Regions from separate parts of the Oncorhynchus mykiss genome. Here region 1 is linked to region 2. The links are chromatin contacts, called in public Hi-C maps. All regions are on one chromosome and are shown on one strand. Each heading gives the region's core, a stretch centred on a gene start, on an enhancer-like site or on the middle of the called end of the contact. The rest is flanking DNA. Distances are from core to core; before and after follow the strand shown. Region 1 holds the start of kdm7ab (lysine-specific demethylase 7B). Region 2 holds the start of LOC110523486 (G1/S-specific cyclin-D2).

Region 1 (2,700 bases), core at 199-2,698, 190 kb after region 2:
CAGCCCACAATGACGCTTTGTGGACAACGACTCCCATTGTTAGGTTGTAGAGACATCTATCTTGTCAGTATATCCATAACTTTGTTGAAACTTAAAAATTCTATGTACCAGCTAAATTGTAGTGGTCTGAAGTATTCTATGATTTTAGGCTATGTTTCTGTCTAGCACTTTGTGACATCTGCCTATGTAAAAATGGCTTCATAAATACATTTGATTGATGGATATGATTTGTTTCTATGATTGAAATGACACCCACCCTCTCTGTATTTAAGAGAATGCTGTGTCTCAACCAATGGCGGGCATAACACAAAACCTCAGCTGATCTAAAATAGGATCTAAGTCTCAATATATGTGAACGTGAGAAAATTCAGTGTTTACAATTTTAGATAATTGACTTTAAAGAAAAAAAAGTACATGTTTTATTTTTGCTTTCAAAAATATCAAACTCGACATGGATGTCTCATGGTAGGGTATGCAAAATGGGTTAGCTACAGATTGTACGCAAGATAATGTGATATTATCAAATATTTTTTAAGTCCATTACTGGGCGTTACAGGAACACCTCACACCAACCGCCACCATAGATTTGTCAATGGACACCAAAAATCTTTGGTTATACTTTGGTGTACAATCTGTAGCTACAAAATGAGTCAACTTTAAGCAACTCTGTCTCCTAAATGTTTTGGCATCCATGTCCAAATTGTCACTTTCTGACCACCTACCATGGGCAAACATGTTTGGAAGGTTTCGTTCAAATATAAAGGAGTATAGTCAGAAAGATATTGAACTTATATGGAACAACCATATACATTAAAACTGCAATATGTGAATTCTAGAAGAAAGGATTCAGTAACTTTTTAACTAAAGCCTGTTCTTGCCAATACTTTCTCTCTTCTCGATTCAGAAGAAAAGTGTATGTTATAAATGTACAGCTACAACGCCTACAAACACTACCAGTTGCAATGTTGTTCCTAGTGTGAGGACGTGGGTTGAAGGTCTTGTAATTGAAGAAGCTAAGAAGCACCCGTGCATCAGACTTCATATGTTAATGATGAGACTGTACAACTCATAAGGGAATATATTGAATACATAATAATGGGAAAGTGATTGGCACAACCCCCCCCCCCCCCCACACACCACTTCATGGCAGCGCTGACTGATCTTCTACCCAGAAGCCCTTGATCTAATACAGGAGCCAATTAGAATACAGGTATGGATGGATATCACAATAAAAGTCCTATACATATGCCACATCACATTCCAGTCCCACACTAGTTTCCATACTTTGGGTTAAAAAAGATTTCGCCGTTTGGTCCAACCGGAATCGCCACTTTAGCCAAACGTTTATACCAGAGGCCACGCTCTTTTATTAACAATTTGGAGCACCTGGTGCCAAAAGGCCACATCAAAGACATCTGTCTTATAACACTCTACAACTTGTTATTTTATTTCGCGTGCATGCAAGTTGAGTTAATATAGCCTACATTATGGTGTTGCGATTGTTGCTTGGATTGAATAATAGTAAATTATTGCTTATTATGATTAACAAATATCATGCTTCGCAGAGTGGTCGTGTGGTCTCCTCCAACGTTATCGTAAATTATCGTTTCGCCCTCGGCTTTTTCCGTGTATGTTGAAAACAGTCCCCGCCCAACTTTCTGGCTGCGTTGTTTGTTTGGACACTAAGAAGATGGCGGCGGCCCCGCTGTACTGTGTCTGCCGGCAGTCTTACGATGTTAGCCGGTTTATGATTGAATGCGACATTTGTAATGACTGGTTTCATGGCAGGTAAGGAGCCGACATATTCCTTAATGACATACCTGAAAATGACAGGAGTGCGTCAACGACTGTCCTAATAATCTGTTAAGGAAAGTCAAGTCGTATTGCGATGTCAGACTCGCTCTGTGAATAGAGGTTCGATCAAGACCGTGCAGAGCATCTCGCGAGCGAACAGACCTTTGCGCAGCTTGGCTACATATTCGTTTGTTTACCTACTTTCTTTTAGACATACAACGGACGATGCGGTAGTTGAAATCGGAGTCATTAAACGTATTTTTAAAAAAAATCCCAGTGCCAGATCTCTGCACAAGTAAACACAGCACGCAATTATACGGAAATGAACTCCCTGCGGTTGCTAGTTATTTTATAGTATTTGGTTAGGAGTAGAATTAACAGTTGATTTGTCAGCCAATTGTACTTTATTTGCAGTAGATGTAACGTTATCTAGTCAGTTTTAGAGCAGAAACTTCGAATCAAGCACACTTGTCTCGGCTCTGTTGTCGTTTTAGTGTTTGTCAAGTTTTGTCTTGCGCCTTCTGACAGCCAGCCAGAAATCCTAAACCTTCATCTGTAGCTAAATGTTTTTGTTACTGTGTTAACTAGTTGTCATGTCACGATTCATGCCGTGAGAATGCCATATTAACTTGATTTTAACTTATTTCAAATAAGTGACTTTTGTGGGTTTGGGGGGCAATAAACAATAGGCAAGGCAATGGGTGTACTGCCGTCCACGCCAGTACAGGAAGAGGAAGTAGCCTGAATTCTAGAGACAACATTTTGATGTTGGAAAATGTTTGTCTCATCATTGAGAAATGGACCAAATGGGAGTGTTGGGTGGTCAAGTCGAGGACGGGAATTTAAATGTCCCTTCCCGAACAAAGATGTACTCATGGCGAGAGCCATCTAGCGTTAGAATTCAGA
Region 2 (2,700 bases), core at 34-2,533:
ATTGTCAAATTGAAAACGAAGTAGCATGCGGTTGCTCTCGAGTGCGTCACCGCCAGTTCGAAATCTTTTTTCCTAAATTAATATAAAATCTTTAATGAATCCTAGTTAAATAACTCTTACATGAAAATAAAGCTCAGACGGTCGGGTTTCTTTTCAGACCATTCTCAACTGATTATGTCAAACAAAGTGTAAAAAATCTAACTTAATTCCTGGGTGACGGACTTCAATGCGGAGACCAGAGGAACAAATAGGCCCGCGCCCCTTCCGCGATCCGATATTTAAAAAATAAATAGAAAATGTTTGCTACATATTTCGGCATATTTTCAATTATGACTATGTAGTTTAGACACTGCTCTTTCACTCTGGACACTTTTCAACTGCTGTTATGGCGTTTATGACACTGTAAAATCGTCAGAAAAACTGCAACAGTTCCAATAGAAACCAATATGGCGTTAGAATATAGGCTAGAATAGGGCAAGGATTAACTGCATACGTGTGCATGGAAATATTTTGGCAATCTAAAACATAACAAAATAATCCAGGGCACATTTCATAGATCAGACATATGCAAAGAACAACTTTATCTGGTGATATACACCACTGTAACCACATGTCTATATATCTCTATCAAAATCGTCGGTGACTTGGTTGAAATATGCTACAGATAATAAAATCATATAAATACGAGTAGTTGATTATATGCTATCACGATTGTCTATTTGGCAATGTGATATGCAACCCTCTTTCTCACACCATGCAAACCTGACAAAATGACAGTGAAAAGTCCGATGTTAGTGTTTTGAGATGAGTCGAAGGCACGGAAATAGCCTAGAGTTGAAGTGTTTCGGTACAAACCTCCAGCATCCAAGTCGCAACCATCCTCCTCATAAATGGCTGAATATCTTTCTGAACGCACTTGAAATAAGAACATTGTGGAAGAAAACGTTCTTCAATGGTCAACAGGCTTTGTAATACCCTGTCATCACACAGAAGATTCGGATCAAGACTAGCTCTGACGATGGTGTCCACTTCGAGGCAAAGCAGCTCCATGGTCGTTTCAGTTTTGAAAAAGTTGGGTTATTCTTGTGAAAATACAATAGCAATATTACTAGATGCAAATAAACTGGAAAGAAAGTATTTTGGAGGCATAAAGTGAGACTGCAGGGCTCCCAAGAGTTGTCCTGCCTCTCCTTGCGAACTTTTTCCTCTCCCCCACAGTTCACTTCTACTTTCTTCTGGCTGGATACGTTTGAAGCCTGCCTTTACTGACCATGACGCAAGCCGCAAATCTCATTATGTAGAGCAGTTGCCCAGACGCAACATGCTCTCATCAAACATTTGTTACTCTTTTCTCTAGGCTACACTTTTACTTTACAACTATATACTTTATATTTATTTATTTTATCATGATAAAAATCTATATGACCACAAACAAAACCCCACCCCCACCCATGTGTCAAATGTACAAATAGAGACAATTCACTTGGATAAAAGTCTATATTTATATAAATTGATTAATTATACGATTTTCATGTATGCATAAATAAATCCAGCAAGTACTTTGAGTTAAAACTCGTCAGGGGAACAGTTTCTCTGCATTCATAGGGGATGTTGCATGTAGGCTATGCATGTAGGAATAGTAATAGTTCCAATTGTACAACTTTATAAACATGCATTAGGATAATCTTATTTCTCTATTTCAGTTTATTAAAAGCAAAACTACTCCTTGTTCATTTGCTTTCTCTTTTATCTGATGAACTTAATGAACTTATAGTCAGTCGCCCTCTCCCTCGCAGACGTACACACGCCCGCGCAGACTCGCCGACAAACACACGCCCGCGCAGACTCGCCGACAAACACACGCCCGCGCGCGCGCACACACACACACACACACACACACACACATACACACAGGTGTACCATATACAGTATCTTTTATATAGCAGCAGAAGCCGTACGCATGTGGTTGAATGAGATAGCGTTCTAGGAAATGTATTGCAGCATAGAAAAGTTGTTGCGACAAACTTATTTTATAGATAACACCACGACGACAGCCTATTGGACAACAGTATGTATTAATATATAAATATAATACCTATTTTTGCAAGTTGTGATCATAACACTCATATGCAGAAAGTGATACATATAGGACCCATGTCAGAATTAATTATAGGCAACCATAATCTTGCTGTGATAGAGATCAGTTAAATAGGTCTATGTAATCTTGGAGGAGCACTAAGCAGATCTGATATAGTTTGTCAAAAAAAAAGCTTAAGCTTGTCTCTAATAATAAACTACCCCCAAAGATGAGTCAACTAGACTATCCTGCATTGATTGTGTTTCAAATGCAGAGGGGGCAGTCTCCCGGTGCGATCAAAGTTGTTAAATTCCATTCGAGTGGGTCTCTCTATCGGTCTGAATGGCAACACTTTTGTTCTTCTACTTGTAAGAGAACTAGGAAATGATTCTTTAGAGCATTTTTTTGTCTCGAGATTGTTTCCTCCCCTTGTCACAATTTGCATATAGCCAATAGGTATTCTGCGTGCGACCGAGGCTTGCCGATTGTTACTGGGCAGACTTTTATTGCATAGGCTACCTTCGGAGCACCAGGGCTGTCCAACTCCTGCAATGACCATTTATCAATTCACACGATTAGCGGATGTTATTGTACCCCTAGGATAGAGTGACATCGTAAAATGA

The links. Hi-C and Micro-C count contacts between places; a contact is called where the count stands out from the background.
Region 1: a contact with region 2 is called in a Hi-C map of blood, with 5 times the contacts expected there. The contact joins the promoter of kdm7ab here to the promoter of LOC110523486 in region 2. A contact is called at or near these places in 2 of 3 Hi-C or Micro-C datasets (blood and liver).

What each region holds. Positions count from the first base shown.
Region 1 is chr1:44,597,184-44,599,883 of USDA_OmykA_1.1, forward strand. It overlaps kdm7ab (lysine-specific demethylase 7B), which reads left to right and starts at 1,449. Exons shown (of 20, transcript XM_021602250.2): 1 at 1,449-1,788. The coding sequence starts at 1,631.
Region 2 is chr1:44,408,335-44,411,034 of USDA_OmykA_1.1, forward strand. It overlaps LOC110523486 (G1/S-specific cyclin-D2), which reads right to left and starts at 1,284. Exons shown (of 5, transcript XM_021602222.2): 1 at 856-1,284. The coding sequence starts at 1,050.